Regions from separate parts of the Mus musculus genome. Here all the other regions are linked to region 3. A link is a contact called in public Hi-C, HiChIP or PLAC-seq, Micro-C and promoter capture Hi-C data. All regions are on one chromosome and are shown on one strand. Each heading gives the region's core, a stretch centred on a gene start, on an enhancer-like site or on the middle of the called end of the contact. The rest is flanking DNA. Distances are from core to core; before and after follow the strand shown.

The links. Promoter capture Hi-C pulls out the DNA fragments that hold promoters and counts their contacts. Hi-C and Micro-C count contacts between places; a contact is called where the count stands out from the background. HiChIP or PLAC-seq counts read pairs in DNA pulled down with a chosen protein or histone mark. Capture Hi-C pulls out chosen DNA fragments and counts their contacts.
Region 1: a Micro-C map of embryonic stem cells shows a contact between it and region 3, with 3 times the contacts expected there. The contact joins the promoter of Pcgf1 here to the promoter of Bola3 in region 3. A contact is called at or near these places in 7 of 39 promoter capture datasets (the 3T3-L1 cell line, the C10 cell line, the HPC-7 cell line and 3 more), 1 of 484 Hi-C or Micro-C datasets (embryonic stem cells) and 3 of 9 other capture datasets (adipose tissue, liver and pancreatic islet).
Region 2: a promoter capture Hi-C map of pancreatic islet shows a contact between it and region 3. The contact joins the promoter of Nagk here to the promoter of Bola3 in region 3. A contact is called at or near these places in 1 of 39 promoter capture datasets (embryonic stem cells), 2 of 484 Hi-C or Micro-C datasets (LSK cells and embryonic stem cells), 5 of 115 datasets of contacts at active chromatin or transcription factors (embryonic stem cells, forebrain, memory CD8 T cells and 1 more) and 4 of 9 other capture datasets (adipose tissue, embryonic stem cells, liver and 1 more).
Region 4: a contact with region 3 is called in a Hi-C map of cortical neurons, with 4 times the contacts expected there. The contact joins the enhancer-like site here to the promoter of Bola3 in region 3. A contact is called at or near these places in 9 of 484 Hi-C or Micro-C datasets (the G1E-ER4 cell line, the N1E-115 cell line, cerebellum and 5 more).
Region 5: a contact with region 3 is called in an H3K27ac HiChIP or PLAC-seq map of embryonic stem cells, with 5 read pairs. The contact joins the promoter of Dok1 here to the promoter of Bola3 in region 3. A contact is called at or near these places in 3 of 39 promoter capture datasets (the C10 cell line, hematopoietic stem and progenitor cells and hippocampal neurons), 1 of 484 Hi-C or Micro-C datasets (embryonic stem cells), 3 of 115 datasets of contacts at active chromatin or transcription factors (bone marrow-derived macrophages and embryonic stem cells) and 3 of 9 other capture datasets (adipose tissue, liver and pancreatic islet).
Region 6: a promoter capture Hi-C map of embryonic stem cells shows a contact between it and region 3, with 4 times the contacts expected there. The contact joins the promoter of Tex261 here to the promoter of Bola3 in region 3. A contact is called at or near these places in 2 of 39 promoter capture datasets (both in embryonic stem cells), 5 of 484 Hi-C or Micro-C datasets (the G1E-ER4 cell line and embryonic stem cells), 9 of 115 datasets of contacts at active chromatin or transcription factors (the 230-238 cell line, bone marrow-derived macrophages, embryonic stem cells and 4 more) and 3 of 9 other capture datasets (adipose tissue, embryonic stem cells and liver).

What each region holds. Positions count from the first base shown.
Region 1 is chr6:83,076,844-83,079,690 of GRCm38.p6, forward strand. It overlaps Pcgf1 (polycomb group ring finger 1), which reads left to right and starts at 1,547. Exons shown (of 9, transcript NM_197992.1): 1 at 1,547-1,635; 2 at 2,052-2,157; 3 at 2,273-2,425; 4 at 2,591-2,662; 5 at 2,797-2,847. The coding sequence starts at 1,579.
Region 2 is chr6:83,793,759-83,796,516 of GRCm38.p6, forward strand. Nagk (N-acetylglucosamine kinase) reads left to right here and starts at 1,299. Exons shown (of 10, transcript NM_019542.2): 1 at 1,299-1,524. The coding sequence starts at 1,496. It also overlaps the pseudogene LOC665004.
Region 3 is chr6:83,348,175-83,350,931 of GRCm38.p6, forward strand. Bola3 (bolA-like 3 (E. coli)) reads left to right here and starts at 1,302. Exons shown (of 4, transcript NM_175277.5): 1 at 1,302-1,380. The coding sequence starts at 1,327.
Region 4 is chr6:82,996,589-82,999,483 of GRCm38.p6, forward strand. All of the region lies in intron 4 of M1ap (meiosis 1 associated protein), which reads left to right. Among named protein-coding and RNA genes, the nearest start is that of Gm32644, 24 kb to the right of the region's middle. Within about 2 kb of position 1,288, at least 234 of the 459 cell types and tissues checked have an H3K27ac peak or open chromatin away from gene starts, as enhancers often do. A contact at or near this core is called in the G1E-ER4 cell line, the N1E-115 cell line, cerebral cortex and 3 more, where this site is marked.
Region 5 is chr6:83,032,017-83,034,903 of GRCm38.p6, forward strand. Dok1 (docking protein 1) reads right to left here and starts at 1,455. Exons shown (of 5, transcript NM_010070.4): 1 at 1,355-1,455; 2 at 751-1,050; 3 at 519-612; 4 at 215-399; 5 at 1-44. The coding sequence starts at 1,414. Loxl3 (lysyl oxidase-like 3) reads left to right here and starts at 2,189. Exons shown (of 14, transcript NM_013586.5): 1 at 2,189-2,273.
Region 6 is chr6:83,774,172-83,777,136 of GRCm38.p6, forward strand. It overlaps Tex261 (testis expressed gene 261), which reads right to left and starts at 1,641. Exons shown (of 6, transcript NM_009357.2): 1 at 1,483-1,641; 2 at 847-926. The coding sequence starts at 1,552. It overlaps Gm52907 (predicted gene, 52907), which reads left to right and starts at 1,764. Exons shown (of 2, transcript NR_168047.1): 1 at 1,764-2,055.

The sequences.
Region 1 (2,847 bases), core at 297-2,796, 270 kb before region 3:
GTTCGGATTAAAGGCGTGTGCCACCACTGCCCAGCTGGAACTCACTTTTAACAGTTTTCTTGAGGTCTAATTTATGATACGCTGCAAGTTGCAAGTATTTAAAGTGTATACTGTAATTGGTTTTGCCCCATGTACATGTCCACTAAACTAGCACCACCATCAACATGAGAAACACATCATCAAAAACGTGTGTTCTTTGTAACCTATGATCAGAATCACTTTGCCATGCTGTGGGAAGAAAGGTCTAAAGAGGGAACGATATAGACATGGGCAAGCAGTCAAGACCTGCAGTGGCTCAGAGGTGACTAGGTGGCCTGGGCCAGGAAGGTAAACCATAGCTGTATGTAGTCGATTAACAAGTCTTTAATACTTTCCTGACGCTTATGTACTACCACTTATGGGGTAACAGACATACACTCCTTTCTGTGAGGTTCCTGTTACCTTCAACCTAATTATTCCAGTTCTTTTAGACCCCATTCCTTCCATTGGGGCTCTCAATCCACACCTGTTTCTTTGGTCGTTCCTCTTCACACTGCCTTTTTTTTCTATTTCCATCACATTTATACCTCTCGTGCATCCATTTGTCAATCATGCCCACACAAGAGTCCCAATTTTCTCCAGAGAGCCTTTCAAGTTTCCGCCAGTCTCTCCCCTCTCACTCGAATCTCCAGTTGTACTCGATGCTAATAACGCTTCAGAGTAAATTTATTCTTTTAAAATTCCGCCGTAGGGACCCAGTGATGACAGTGTACCAGACCCGGGAACCCCTGTGTCCTCCCCAAGTGCGGGCCCGGGCCTATGCTACTGCAGGCACTCGCTGCCCAAGTCTCCTCGCTGTCAATCCTCCCCTCCTCCTTCGGCATCTGCTCTGCATTAGTCTGTCCCAGGCCTCCGCAGGCGCCGATGATTAAATCATCATCATTAGCCAGGGCCTATTCTCCCCATCCTCGGCAGCAGGGAGAGAGTGGGGAGTAAGAGCTCCCGGTTCCCCGGGGGGTCTCTCCCTCTCCACCCCGCCCAGGGCACCCTCTCCCAGACTTCGCGAGCCCGGAAAAAACTCCCGCGGCGCAGACGGGAGAAGGCCCGCGGCTGGGACGCAGCTCCGCAACGCGGACGCCGCAGCGGAGCAGGACTGCACTGTATAGAGAGGACCCCGGGTCGGAGGCGAGGTCGGGTCCCAGGACTCCCACACTCCGGAGCTGTAGCGGCGGGCGATAGCCCGGCTTCGGGGTCCCAGGGCACACAGGCTCTCTTAGCACAAGCTACCGAAGTTGATCCAGAGGTTGTGTGCGCGCCGTTGGAAGGACGCCCGTGGGAGCGTGCACCGCAGAGACCCTGCTTCACTCAACCCCCCTCCATAACGACCACCGATTGTTGGGGGGGCAGCGGGCTCAGGTGAGCACACGGGGAGCTAAAGAGGGGGCGAGGGCGGGGTGTGCCGGAAAACTAGCCAATCCGGAGAATGTGAGGCCCTCGTTGCTAGGAGACAAGTCCCGCCCCGCAGGCGGTACCGGAAGTGGCGGGCTGGGATCAGCCTTTAAGATGGCGTCTCCTCAGGGGGGCCAGATTGCGATCGCGATGAGGCTTCGGAACCAGCTCCAGTCAGTGTACAAGATGGACCCACTACGGAACGAGGTGCAGGGGCAGCGGGATGACTGCTGGGGTCCGTTAGCTGTGTGAACCCAAACGAAGGAGAGGACGGGTGGCGGCGGGATGGGCGCCCAGTGCGCTTGCGCAGCCACGGGGTGCGCGATACGCACGCGCGATTCTGGCCGAGTTGCCAAACGCTGGACTTGGACGCTTGCGCGTTGTGTCTCCGACAGCGTCTGGTCTCCCGAGGGAAAAAAGAGAGTCAGGCGGGTCCGCGAAAAGAGAGCACCCGCTGTGCGCGGAGCCCTCTGCTGGGCGAAGGGGGAGCTCACTCCCCCGTCTCTTCTCGGGGGCCAGACGACCCAGTCCAATAACAAACTGCTCTGTTGCTGGGAATTGCAGAAGGTGAGATGGGGTGGGCTTGCAAGACCAGTGGGGAGTGACTGAGGGTGTGTCCACAGGAGGAGGTCCGGGTGAAGATCAAAGACCTGAATGAACACATCGTTTGCTGCCTGTGCGCGGGCTACTTCGTGGATGCCACCACCATCACAGAGTGTCTCCACACCTGTGAGTGTCCCGGATCCTGTCTCTCCTCTTCCAAGCTGGCTGCCAGCCTCTGTGCTGCCTGTCCCATGTGTCGGGTTCCCAAGGGACCTGAGCATCTTCGTTTCTCCTCTTACAGTCTGCAAAAGTTGTATCGTGAAGTACCTGCAAACCAGCAAGTACTGCCCCATGTGCAACATCAAGATCCACGAGACGCAGCCGTTGCTCAATCTCAAACTGGATCGGGTCATGCAGGACATAGTGTATAAGCTAGTGCCAGGCTTGCAAGACAGTGAGTGGCCACCTTATATTTGTGGGGCCTCCTGACTCTAATGCTGGGTGGCACCTTGACGTTTTGTTCCCAACAGTTTTGTTGGGAATCAAAAAAATACAAAGATAAAGAGGTCAACAGCCAAAACAAAGAGAATTAATATGGCTGCCCTTCACCCCTCCTTAGGTGAAGAGAAACGGATTCGGGAATTCTATCAGTCCCGAGGCTTAGACAGAGTCTCCCAGCCCAGTGGTGAAGGTATGTCCTTGGTGCTCATTTGGGGGAGGGGGGCAATTAAAGCCCTCAGAGCATCTCTTTTGCCTGGTTTTGCTCTCTGGGGAGAAGAGGGTATGGAACCTGTACCAGCCTCCTCAATATCTACTTTTCCTCAGAGCCAGCCCTGAGCAACCTTGGCCTCCCCTTCAGCAGTTTTGACCACTCTA
Region 2 (2,758 bases), core at 49-2,548, 450 kb after region 3:
AGGGCCAGTCCTGGTGACTTGCAATCTCATTACAAAAAGATTCAAACAACAGAACAAAAGCACATCAGCGCTGTCACAAATGGATCCCAAGACTCATTACACCAGTGCTAAAGGGAACTTTTCCATCAGAATTCACCCACAACATCACACTCTTGCCAAAACTTCCATTCAATCAGAATCCTATGGAATTATCTTTGATTCTAAAGATGTTGTTGGAGGAAGCATTTTCCAGCTCTGAAGTACTGTGAATGGTAATGTCTCACTTCCCTCTAGTTTCTCTATCAGGCAATAATGTTATTTCTATTCTTGAATTATTTGGTGCTTTACTGAGTCACATAGGTAAGAAAGGAGGTAAAGAATTCATTCACTCTGGAACCTTAGAAAGCAAGCCTACACCAAAACATCCTAGCACTTGGGAGGTGGGGCAGGAGAATCAGGAGTTTAAGGTCATCCTCAGCCAGAGTCTGAGGTGAGTTTGGGATATATGAGGCTCTGTGTGCCCACCTTCCCAACTGTTTACATCAAAACACAACCGGACCCAATTATCTGACAGGGAAAGAGGATCCCAGTTCAAGATTTCTCCACAGGAGGCAGGCTCAGAGGTCCGAGGTTGGACAGAGACATGCTAGCCCCAAGGAGACTCCATCTGAAGTCTCAAAGAAATGTCAAGAGCAGCAGACAGTCCTCCTGGCTATTGAAGCTGCCTCTTAAGTAGGGCTGGAACAACCTGGAGCCTGAGGAAACACGCAGGAGTCACTCTTCTACAGGACCTAACGGTATCTTCCTCTCTTCCTCCAGTTCCACTGCACAGTTTAGAGTTGAGCAGGTGGTGGCCAGAAGGTGAAATATGGTCTGTGAGTGCCAGTTTTTAGCATGCTGAGCCAGCATTGCATTCCATGCCAGTCTGGGTTATACAGACGAGATACAGTCCAGAAAGAACAGAGTTGGACTCAGATCACTTGTAGAGCGCTAGCCTGACACACATGAAACCCTGGGCTCTATCCTCACCGCCGCACAAACCTCAGCTGACAGCAGCCTGGGGCCTCACTGAGACCTGCTCAGCGTACTCAGCACAAGGTAGAGTGTGCGCTCATGAGCCAGGGTGGGGTGGTCTGGACGTTGGCTCCCGCCCTGGTCCTCAGACACATCCGCCAGACTCTGAGCTTGCCTCCAAAAGCGTCTGCGCGTGCGCACCCCACAGTTAGCGCGCGTCTGCCAGCTACTTCCGGCTGGCCCTTGGCAGCCCTCACACACCCTCCCAGGAGCCTCAGCTGGGGTGCCGCCTCCTCGCGAAGCAGTCACTTGAACGGCGGGCTAGAAAAAACCGGAGGGGAAAGCTGCGGGAGGCGACAGCAGGGGCGAGAGAGGACGTAGCATCCACACCCTACGCAAGCGCGTCGTAGTCACATGACAAGGGGCGGTGCCCGTGTGGGCGGGAGCGAAGTCACGGCTAGGGTCGAGGTTGCTACGGCGGACCAGCGGTGGCAACGGTAGTATGGCCGCGCTTTATGGTGGCGTGGAAGGGTGAGCGCTGGATCGGCCGAAGGCTGTCCGTCCGGGAGCGGCGGGTCAGGGGGCGGCGGCCCACACCATGCCCGGTGCCTTTGTGCTCCACGGTGCGACCACGCCCCTCCCGGCCATCACCTTTCTGCCACAGGGCTCTTGTGTCAACCTGGAGAGTTGTGCAGAGCTGGGGGGTCAGGTGGGAAGTTGCCGGTCGCGGGTGGACGTGGGAAAGAGGCAGAAGCTGAGACTGAGATTCATGCACAAGGGAACCCGGGAGTTAAGCAGCTGTCACCAGAGCACTGTCTTATCTTGGTGCTCCGGACCCTCCACTGCTGTCGGCCCCGAACGCCCTTGGTTCCTATATTCTCCTGCTTAGAAGCTGGTCTGCTTGACTTTGGGAAGTAGCTCTACTAAGCATGGCTTTGGGTGAGACGTAAGGCAAGGACAAGAGTGAGCAAGATGGTGGTTTATCCGGTCCCCTGCGCGTGACAAGCATTTTGTGGAACTGGGTGTGTCAAATCAGGACCTGATAGGAAGATTTGGTATCCTAGCTGCTTGCTGCTGATTTACCCGGAAGTCTCTTCCCGTGAATTGCGAAAGCGGATGACCCCTGGCTTTATTTATGATACCTTACAAGGAAAAACCCTCAGCACAGCGTAGGAGTTTGCACTTAGCCTTGTTATATTCATATGGAAGGTAGAACTTATTTTTCCCAGTTTGTCAAGAAATTAATTTGGATTTTTAATCTACTGTCTCATGCATTAATATCCCTTCGGATGTACTCTTGATGTACTACTCTTTGAGTTGGATCGAGTCTTTATTGTCTATTACAAGAAGTATTGGTCAGAGCCGGGCGGTGGTGGCGCACGCCTTTAATCCCAGCACTTGGGAGGCAGAGGCAGGCAGATTTCTGAGTTCGAGGACAGCCTGGTCTACACAGTGAGTTCCAGGACAGCCAGGGCTACACAGAAAAACCCTGTCTTGAAAAACAAAAAAACAAAACAAAACAAAACAACAACAACAAAAAGTATTGGTCAGTAGGACATCCTCCTACACGTATCACCCTTCTTCTAAAGTACCACTTACCCCAGGGATTTAACTCAGGAGGGCTTAGTTGCTGAAGGCAGTATGAGTTTCTCCCTGACTGGTGATAGTTTCTCACAGGTGTCTTGAAGACCCTGGTGTCAGAAGATAGGTCCTCAAAGTAACCCTTAGCTGTTGTGAGAGGTCTGCTTATTCCGTCCGACGTATT
Region 3 (2,757 bases), core at 52-2,551:
GCAAAGAGGGACCACTATACAGCTGGAAAACATTTTAAACAGTTTTGATTGTGTTCTTGGCATAAAAGAGGAAACTTAACAGCTAATAAATTATTCCCAGTTACACTAACCATAAAGTTTAAGGAATCAAGCCTATCAAGTAATCTGGAGATGAGGGCTAGTAACAGGAGTCACTCAACATTGGGAGGGATGAACACTTTGTTTAGCTTCGAGACAGGGTTTCTCTATGTGGTCCTTACTGCCCTTGAACCTGCTGCCTTGAACTAACAGAGATCCACCTGCCTCTGCCTCCTGAGTGCTGGGATTAAAGGTGTGGGCCACCATGCTGGGCCTATAAATAAGCCTACTTTAATTGGTCACTTTAAAGAACAACTCTAGGTCCAAGCCACACAATAGCTACGGACTGCATAGGCACAGGTGCAGTGACGAAAGGCGGACAGTTCTTGCAGGCTACACCAGATGTGAGGCTGTAAACAGTTACTACTGCAGAAGCCAAGGACTTAATGGAACTTGGGCTTTTATTCTCCCACTGTAAACCAGTTAGGTTTGGTTGGTGGTTACTCAGCCCTCGTGGAGTGCACTCCCAATCCTACCTTTTCTGGAGGGTTTATTTTTCTGTTTGCTTGATTTTGAGACAGGGTCTCACTGTGTAGCCCTGGCTGACCTGCCATTGCTTCTCCAGTGCTGGCATTAGCTACCACATTTTAGTTTTGAGATAGGAACTAAAAACTAAAGTCGGCCTGGCACTCACCTTAGCCCTGACTGGTTTTGAACACAAAACAACCCTGGGATTAGAGGTGCCGTACTATGCCTGTGGTGACTTGTGTCTCCTGGAACTTAGAGAAATCCAAAACAAATGTCCACTCCCACCCCTCCTGGAATACCCCGCCAAACCCTATCCCCAGGCAAGTGGCCATTGCAGCAGTCTGCCCTCTCCAATTTCAGCCCCCTCACAAAGTCTCCGCCCTTTCTAGAACACAAGACTCCGGTGGCTTGAGACTTTCACAGCAACTCCAATCAGGAAAGAAGCCAGTTTCCCAGAGCACTGACTGGGATGTTCGGGGTGAGGGCAACCTGTTCTGTGCACCCCAGGGTTCTGGCTGCGGAGGAGTGCGACCTGGGGTATTTAGGGGACCCTGCAGTGGCAGCCAGGCCAAGGCAGGACGGGGAACGCCCATGTTTGCAGGTGCGGCCGGTTCCGGGTGGCGACCGTGGTGCGGGTGCGGCCTCCGGACGGCAGGGGGCGGGCTCGGCCTGGGCGGCGACTCTGGACACAGTGCCCGCGTCTTTCCGGCTGCACCGTGACCTCGGGCTGCGTCGCCGGGCATGGCGGCATGGGGCCCGGCGGCCGCTGCGCCTCTGCTGCGCGGGAGCCGCGGGGTGAGCCGGCGGGGCTCGGGCGGAGCTGCGGGGGAGCTCGGGCGGCTGTTGTCAGGCTGGGGACCCGGGGCAGGGCCGAGGTCCTTCCTTGTTCTCATTCATTCACTCCTGCCCTCTGCATCGCACCGGGTGTGCTGGGGGCTACTGGACTTAGGCGGATCGGGAGACAGTTCCATAACCAGTCACAGTACAGAGACCCTGGGAAAGGCTGCCTTATGTACAGGAAAACATAGGTGTCATAGCCCCGAGTCCTGGCTTTGGTCCTGGGCACTCGGGACGAGCTTGTACCCTACAATTGTATGCTTACCAGGCCTCTGACCTTGACTCTCTGTAGCCTGCCGGCTAGAGTAGAAGCCCAGCACAGGGCGAGCTCTCCTAATTCGTCCAACCCCTGTTGGTTTTTGAGACCGCTTCTCGAATTATAGCCCTGGCTGGCTTAGAACTTATGACATCCCTCCTAACTCCTGGAATAAAGTAAGCCACAGAGCCCATTCTTTCTCCCCTTTACAGTCTCATCATTAGCTTTACCCCCATCCACCTCTCCTTATTTGCCTGCTGGTCTTGAATCTATCACTCAACATGAGGAGTTTTGTTGCTGCACGGACGCCCAGGGCAGTTCATGTGTGATTTTTGTCAGTCTGGATAGGTGTGCTAAGATGATCGCCTCCTTTGAGGACTCTGCAGCTCTTAGTGATTTTACATTGCCATCCCGTTCTTCCAGCTATGCTTCTATCTCAGGAGCAATCCCACTGGCAAACCTTGCAGATGTGTCCAGGCTCACAGCCTCGTGGTTTCGTTCCTTTGTGCGGCACACAGACCATCTAACTCCAGACCTTTCCCCTGGCCCGCATCTCAGCCATCTCTTAGGCATCTTGGCCTAATGTCCAGTGACCATGCCTCTCACCTGCTCATTCGCTGCTTCAGAGGACCTGCCTGAGGATCAGCTCTGGGATGCTGCTCTAGAGGGACAGACTCCATCTTGTCCTTTAAGATTGGCTAATGAGAGAGCTGGGGAGATGGCACAGTTGGTAAAGGGATCACAAGGATGGGCTGAGTGACCCTAGGACCCTTGTGAGATGGTGGATAAGGGCGCTCCCTGATTTTGCAGAGGATCCCAGTTCAGTTTCCAGCATCCATGTCAGTCCACTCACAGCTGTCTGTAACCCTAGGTCCTGGGCTCTGATACCCTCCCTCATCCAACCTCTGAAGATCTTGCATCCATGTGCACACACTCTTACACACGCACATACACATAGTTAAAAATAAAAATTTAAGAACAGAAGCCAGGTGTGGGGGCACATACTTGAACTCCCAATCCTGGGAGTGCGAGACAGGTGGATCCCTGGGCTTGCCTGCCAGCCTGCCGCCCTGCCTACA
Region 4 (2,895 bases), core at 38-2,537, 350 kb before region 3:
GTTTGTTTGGGCTTATGGTGCACAGGGGGCTGAGTTTACAATGGTGAGGAATAGCATGGCAGCAGGCATGCCGGCAGGAGCAGGAAGCCGAGAGCTTCAGCCACAAACACAAAGAAAAGAAGAGCAAGCTGGCTGTCGGGTCAGTCCTTAAGCTCTTCAAGCCCATTCCCAGCGAAACACTTCCTCCAGCACCCACGTGGCAGTTCATAATAAATCCAAGTGAAGGCTGTCACTGCTGTGGCCACTAGGGGGCAGAATAAGTCCACACATAGACTGTGGATGCCACCTCCTATGGCTTACAGGGACTCAGGCAAGGTTGTTCCAATGGTTAGCTGTAGTTTCGAGCGGCACCGCGTCAAGGGGCCTGTTTCATCAGATGCGTAATGCCTTGCTTTCTGGGAGGAGCTATGCTTCAGTATTATCTAAGAAGAACAATATCTCCTTCCCAGCTCTCCCGTTTAGCACATTTAGTTATGTTTGTGAGCAATGCTGCAGTGGGCGCTGCTGTTCTAACCCAGAGGAAAGCAGAAGCCAAGGAGGATGACCTAGCAAAACACAGTTTGAAGAAAAAGGAAAGTACCTTTTTTTTTCTGCCCATGAGAGTAGGGAAGAGTAGAAGGGCCGGGCGTGTGGCACAGTTACTAGCATGCTTGCCTTACATGCATGAAGCCCTGGGTTTGACCCTCAGCACCACATAAACTATGGTGTGGTGGTGAATGCCAACCCTCATCATCCCCACAACTTGAGAAGTGGAGACAGGAAGATGAGAAGGGCAAGGTCATCCTTGTCTATATAATGAGTTTGAGACCAAGCTGGACCATGTGAGACCCTGTTTCATGTCAGAGTGACAGCAAGAAAGGGAGGGAAAGATAAAGAAATGGAAGAGGAACGGGAGGATGAAGGCAGTGGCTGACCTACTGCATGCTGTTCTTAAACAACGTACACTGTAGTGTGTTATGATAACTAGGAAATAGGTTCTAGTGTCCCTGCTGCTCCCAAAAACACACAACTAACAACATCCCAGGCACAGCTCAAGTCCTGATCTTGCTACTAAATCACACTGCCTTTCAAAAACTCGGGGAAATAAAGCCTTCAACAGAAATAAATTAACAAGTATGATTAATACTGCACAATGAAGCTCACAAGCACCCCTCCGTTACTAATTAAAGCAGACAAGGAAAGATCATATGAGCACAGCTCCTGGACAACGTTCTGAGTCAAAGGCTGGAGGAGGTGCAAGGCCTCGGATTAACAGAGTAATAAAAGCCCTAAGGAAGGAAGGAAGTCACGTGACAAGGAGACTAACTTAGCTGAAGCAGAAGGGTCACAGGAAAAGCAATGGGAGTGACAGGCCTCTGCCAAGGCCCCAGCTGGGGGATGGGGCAGGATGGACATGAAAAGAAGCCTGCACTTAAATGGGGAAGATCAAATGTGTGACAACACAAACTATACAATGAGCTATCTGCCTCGCCATCATCACCTACACATGAAGGGTGGGTCAGGACAGGTACAGGTGGCATTTGAACTGGATCTTGAAAAACCAGGGTGTCAACGGGGGCAATGGGGAGGAGCGCCCTGGACCATCACAGAGGAAGAGGAAGGCGGAGTCTCTGAAGAGTGATGGCTCCACGAGGAGGTGACAATAGAATTCAACCTGAGCCCTTAGGAGGAGCAGCCAGTGCTTGTCCCTGAAAGGATGCCATTTCTTCTGAGACAGCAGAATCAAGGTTCCAACCTGAAGCCCAGCACCTCTGTGGGGATGACACGAGAATCTCTTCAAACAAGAAAACTCTGCTGTTACTCTCCCCCAGAGTGTGTGAGTTAGGAGGTGAGAAATGAAGGCTGGAAAGATGGCTCCACAGTGACAAGCACTGGCTGCTCTCCTGGAGGACCCGGGTTTGAGTGCCAACAATTCCCAGCACTCACAAGGTGGCTCACAGCCACCTGTAACTCCAGTTCCAGGAAATCTACTGCCATCTTCTGGCCTCTGTGAACACCACACACACATGGTCCCCCACACGTGCACGTAGGCAAAAAACACCTATACACACAAAAATACATGAAATAAACTTTTAAAAAGTTAGAAACACTAACAATGGACAGTGCTGAGAAGACTGCCTGCCTGACTCATCTGGAGAACAAGGCAGGGCGTTCTCCATTGTACAACACGTGCTGCGTTCAAGAACCCGTTCCTCAGAGTCGTTTTTTTTTTTTTTTTTTTTTTTTTTTTTTTTTTTTTTGCCTGCACCCTCAGACATGTCGCTTCCCAACCTCAGAACTAATGGAAAAGCCGAACATTTTAGAGAGGGAATTGTCACTGCGGTAATCCACAAGAACAGAGGTGACATCCACATCTCTGCCGCTGGGACACATCTAGGAACCTGAATCTTTGTTGCTTCCTCTCTTAGTGTTCCATTTCTGATGAGTTTTCTCCCTACCCGTCCTCTAAGCCGTGACGAAACCATCAGCAAAGCTACAGCAAAACCTTGAGGCCTGCACGCCCCCCTCGTGCATAGCGTCACGCTTATCTTCTGGTCTAGCTTTAGCATATTTGCTGTTAAAAAAAAAATTCTCCTTCATTTCTTTCTTTGACCTTTCTTTAAAAGATACAGTTTCACTGTGTTTCTCTGGCTGACTTGGAAGTCTCAGTGTAAAATAGGCTGGCTTTGAACTTACAGAGATCCACCTACCTCTGCCTCCTGCATGCTGGGTAAAGCATGGGCCACCACACCCAGCTTCATCCCCTTCTTCTCAGCAGAACTACTTTTCCTTGGCCTCGCCATTCCATGTTAGCTGTACAGTTTTAGAAAACCCTTTTCAATGTTGTTGTTGATGATGTTGTTGAGTGATGGTGGTGGTGGTGATGATGATTCTATGAAGAATGATGTCTTGTCC
Region 5 (2,887 bases), core at 205-2,704, 320 kb before region 3:
GGGCCTGAGGGGCAGCGGCGACCAGCTTCAAAGGAGAACATTACCTGAGGGGGTGGGGGAAACACGTTAGGCGTGTCATAAAAAATGAGTCACAGGCCTGACCAAGTTACTGTATCTGCACAGAAGAGACCACCTGAGAATGGAATTGTCACCTACAGCTACTCAACCTGGTAGCCCTCCCTGACGGGTCATCCTCCCAGACAGCCCCATGCACCTTGTCCCGGCCATAGCGACGCAACAGAGTGTAGGGCCAGAAAAGGAGCGGCTCCAGGATTTGACTCTGCGCACCCAAAGTCAGGAGAGTCAGCTTCTCAGCTTCCACCCTCAGTATGTAGGAGCCTTGCAAGCCGCAGCGTTCAGAAGCCTCGGTCTTCTGCGAGGTTACCCAGAACTGGGATCCTGGAAGAACACATACGAAGGAGAAGGAGCGCTGGGGCAAGTTAGGGACTCGGTTGACTCCAATCACTAGCTCCCCAAGGGCACCTCTTCAACCCACTCCATTCCTGCCAGACATCTACCTTCCCAGGTGGGGCTGTACAGCGAATTCTCCAGCATCTCCAAGGCAGAAAACTTAGGTTGGTTCTCCGTCTGCGCCAAAGCCCAGCCGCCTTTCTGCAGAAAAGGGAACATGGAAGAATTATATATAATTCTCTTGGGTCTAGGGTAGGTGCAAGAAGTCCAGTGCCTCTATAATAGCTCCATCCTCGCAGTGTCCCTTAAGCCCAGAGATGCCCACCCCCAGTCACTCACCGGAAAGGCGGTTCTGCATAAAGTCTGCACCCAGGCGGTGCTGGATACGGCGTCCGCCGCCAGCAGGTGCGAGCGCTGTGCGGTGTCCAGGCGGAAGGCAACAGCGCCGGGCTCAGGGGGACTCTCCACAGTCACCGGCACCACGCTCACACATTCAGCCAGGCGTATCATCTTGCAGTCTAGACGGCGAGAGCCGCCTCGACCCCCTCTAGAGCTCGACCCCTTGTGATCAAAGAATTCCAGCCGCGCCACGCCGTGAGGACTGGCTGGGTAAAGCACAGCCCAAGTTTTCCTCCACCTCTGGGAAAGAACGAAAGACTCGAGAGTGCGCGGTGGTAGCACGCGCCCCACAAGGAAGAAGAGACCCATGAAGGCCGATCTGAGTCTGGGGCTTCCCAGGCTGAGCTACTTTCCCAAAGATAATGGCATCCCAAGACCGCACCAAGGAGGGCACAGCCCGAGACTTTTAAGGGAACGTCTTGGGGATCTACAATTGCCCGCGCGCCGTTCCGACCTTCTTCCGGCCCCTTCCCTCTTTCTGGATTCTTTCACCCACTTCTAGTCCAGAGGGGTTTCGCCATCCCCCACGCCACAAACAAACTACCTTGGTCCCGAAGCGCTGACTCTGCAGAAAAAGCGGACCCTCCATCACAGCCCCGTCCATGGCCCAGGCGATTCCTTCCGCGCTTCCTGGCCCGGAGGGCTGGGGGCGGGGCGGGGCGGGGCGAGGCTGCAGGGTGCCGGAGGCGTGCCCGCCCCTCCCCGGCCCCTGCGGCGGTGATGGGGGAGCGGAGGGCTTGGAGGAAAACGAGCCATCAGGAAGAACTCAGGGAGAGCTCACTAAAGCCTTTATCTTTAGTGGTGCACACAGTGGCACCACTCAGGGAAGCGGTGATCACCAACCAGGGGCCCTAGTGCCTGGGGGGTGGAAGCTGAGAGTGACGACATATGTTTAACGTGACATCAGAGTGAAGGCCGTGACATCACCTGCAGGCACCTCGGGGGCGCCATAATGACCAAGGGAGCCATCGGGACAATAGTTTTCTTTGTGGGACCTTTTCTCATGGCCCAGCCCGGGAATTGGACTGGACTGTTGTTGATACTCTGTCTAGTTGGGGATGTGGAGGAACGGCTACGGGCTGGAAAGCTTCCCGTTGCCACAGGGGCCGTCCTGCTGTCCCGAAACCGTTTGCAAGTCAAGCACCCTGAATACGGCTGCCGGGCCTCCAACCTGCGGGAAAAGAAAGCTTCATTGAGCCGGGAGGAGTGGGAGGGGGTGGCGTGGCTGCAGCCAGCTCCACAGGGGAGGGGAAGATCTAGAGGAGGGAACTGGCCTGGCCGGAATGGAGGGAGAAAGCGGAATGTGGGAGGGCTCTAGGGGACGTGGGAGGGACCAACGAAGAGGGGAGAGGAAGGGGGGGTCCAGTCTCCCCTGGCCGAACACTTTTTTTCTGAGAAGTCCTGAAAGTAATCTCCAGGACCAGGACTCTGCTTCCAGCCTCTGGAGTTGTGCCTAGTCGAAGGTAGGGGAGTTACTGCTGGCCAGCGGGAAGAGGAGTTGGGGATGGAGAGGATGGTGGACCAGGAGAAACGCTGATTTGGGATGGAGTCGGGAAAGCCAACCAACTGACAGTTTTATTATTGGTCAAGGAGCGAAACAGAAGAGTGGAAAGCTGAGCAAACTGTTGGGGATGGAGGCTTCAGGGTGCAATTTGCAGGCCCTACGCTGAACACCAGGGCTTCGGAGCCAAATGCCCCCAGAACAAAGCTGTCTTGTCTGAGTTGGGGGAAGCAATGGAGGGCCCCCCTTACTGTGGAGGACTGTTTTCAGCCTCGGATAGAGAAGGCCTGAGCTGGGGAGCTAGCCCTAGCTTCTGGTTGCCCAGTGACAGAAAAAGAGGTGTTCCAGGGAGCTTGGATAACTCCATACCAAACCCTGCCCAGCTTGAAGCCTAGGTCTCCTGGAGTCCCTGACCCTGCAGCATATTTGCCAGCCCATGTGCTAGGGAGGGTGGCAGAAGGTTCTCCTACTCCGGTTAGCCTCGGCCCTTCCTGCATGGGCATCTGCCCCCATAGGAAACTGAAGAGTCTTCTCATTCATAGTGCTGAGATTTCCAGGGCTGGGCTCCCAGGCTCC
Region 6 (2,965 bases), core at 391-2,890, 430 kb after region 3:
GAGGATCTAACCGAAGGCCGCATGCATGCCTGTACCCCCATGTCCCATTTCATAGCTTCCTTGAATGCTAAGCATGATCTACTGAATCAATTACGTAACTCAGTGATGAATCCAGCAGGCAGTCTGAGAAAGGCTTCGGTTGTCGGTGATGAAAGGTCTAATTGCTATCCCAACCACACCCACAGACTGAGCCAATGAGCTGGCTGTAGCCCTGTCTTTACCACAAACTACAACCCCAGGCTACGTTGAGAGTGAAAGTAGCTGCAGACTTTAGGCGACTGAAAGGTGAACTTTTCTGTCCAAAGGTATCCTCCCCCCCCCCCCCCCCCGCACCTCAGTCTTCCTCACAGCCTCTCTAACAGGGACAGGGACCAAGTCTTCAGGAAAAGAAACCTCCATGAGGGAAGAGAAAGGGCTGGACATTCTCCCTTAGGACAAATGACACTGAGTGGAGAGAGGGCAATAGCTAACTAAGCGTTACAAACTGTCCTTATTGTCCCTATAAGTTCTAAGCCTGGGCTGGGATTGGGGACCTGGTGTTAGAGACCGTGGACACTGTGAGACAGACACAGGAAAGCGAAGCCATGAATACCTATCAATGAAATATCTGCACTGTCACCTTAAGGAATGGCAGTAGGTTGTGAAACTATGCCACCTGAGGCTGGAGGGCCAGGGGTGATCTGGACCCAGGAGTGCAGACTGCAGGGCAGGGAAGCAAGTGGGACACCCTCAGATCCTGGGTTCTCAGCACCAAAACAGCCCCAGCTCAAACAGTCCCCACTTCCTGTTTCTGATGTAGGGCAAACAAGCCCTGGGTGACTACTCCAGGGAAAAGCGGCCACTTACCCAGATCATGTATTTGATGATTCGGCTGGTGGCCACCGTGTACTCTTCTATCAGCTCTGCAAGGTAGTACAGTCCAGCCGCTGGGTAGGAGAAGGGGGTCCCAGAGGGAGGGGGACAAACAGGAAGAGATCAGCCAGGGACACTCCCACCAGCCTGCTCATCCTGTAGTCCCCCACCAACCCTCCTCAGACTCCAGGAAGTCGGGAACAAGCCAAAGCACCCCTGGGATGTCCTTCTCATCTGCACAAGTAGATAGAACTTTGCCAAGACAACTGTAGAAATATTGGATTTGACCGCACAGCATAAAGTTAACCTCTGTTCCGGGAACCTTAAACTTCACTCGTCAATCAACACCTGCAGAACACTTAGTTTACAGGCCGGGTGCTGTACACTAGCACACAGCCGGGTGAGACAGACAGGGGCCTTCCCCCTGTCCCAGCTGGAGGGGACAGGCTGAGTAGGGAGCTCAGGGCTCCAAGAGCAAGGATGCGTCTCGGGAACCAAGCATCCCCACCGGAAGGTTCCGCAGAGGTCCAGTAGGACCAGCTCGGGGTCGTCAGCGCCCAGCTGCAAAGAGCAGCAGCGGTTGGCGGCTCGGGGCATCGGGGCGCGCGCGGCCCGGGTCAGCGCTCTCACCGACGGCCAGAGTGATGAATGCCACCTGGATGAACAGCGACAGCCAGCTCAGCACGTACATGAACCACATGGCGCCCCCCGGGCCGCCGGGACGGGCCTGCGCGGTCCGGCTCCCGCGACACTGAGCGGCCGCCGCCGTGCTGTCCCCGCCCAGAGGACGCCGAGAGGAGCAGGGCGGAGCGCCGCGGCCCCTGCGCCCCCGCCAAGCCCGCGAGCGCCGCTAACCGGCTCGGAGGATCGAAATCGCGCTGCACCCGGTACGGAGCGCCTACACAGAGCCCAGATTGATTGGAACCAATCCTGGCTCAAGCCTGCTCCGCACAGCCTTGGATCCTAATTTTCTGGGAGAGGAAGATTCCCTTCTCTCAGGTCACACACTAGGAAGCCGCATAATCTGGAATCCCAGGTGCCTTTAAATGGTCACCTTCAGCCTTAACTCTCCCTCTAGGCTGAGGTCTTTTGCAATGCAGGTCTTCACTTTTGCGTGGGGACTAAAGCAACAGCTAAGCACTGACTGTACTTGCGACACCGCAGGTAATCATCTGAGAGAGCACCACCTAGTGGCTGACACAGGTAAGCTCAGAGTGCCAACAAGCCTCTTATCTCAAACAAACTTTTTGTTTGTTATTTTCAGAAAGGGAGGGTCTCATAGCTCAGGCTGGCCTTTGAACTGTCAACTCTCCCATCTCCAGCTCTCAATTGGTAGGGTTTCAGATGTGTGGAGTCTCCGTACTAGGGCAAAATATAACTTTGGTTTTGGTTTTGTCTGTTTTGATTAAGGGTCTCTATGTAGTCCTGCAACCTGCTATGTAAATCAGGCTAACCTTGAACTCACAGAGACCAGCCTGCCTCTGCTTTATCCCAAATCCTGGGATTAAAGGTGTAGAAACATCATGCAAAGATCTTTTCTTTTTTTGAAACAGCCTTATGTGCCTCCAGGCTGGCCTTGGTGACACTAAGTAGTTTTGAGTGCTGGAATGGTAGATATTATATGTTAAGGACTAGGTACAATATTAAGGCCTAGGTAACTGTCACCTGGCCAGCCTGCCATTATAAGGAAACTTGCTCATGTTTCTACTGTTACTAGGAAACTTTCTAATGCCAGGATTGGTTATGTATTCTGTTTTGTTCTGTGCCCTGGGAAACCAATCTAAATAGAAATGCTTTGCATGGTTACTCACAGCAAGTTTGGGTCTGAAGTGACCATCCAACAATACTTTCTGCACCTGACTATAAGCTTTTATGGGATTTGCTGTTATAAGCTGCCCCTGGGATGAACCCCAACATAAGAGATATAAGAAACTATTTAAAATAAGACCCCCCCTCCATTTTGAGTAGGGGTCAAGTAAAGTTTAAGTTCCCAAGACTTCCCTGGGAACTGACTTCCTAATTGGCAGAGAGAGACAGGTATGTGGGCAGCTGACATCCTGGTTAACAAGTTAAGATATGAATTTTAGTCAAAACAAGTCCCATCCTGGTAGAC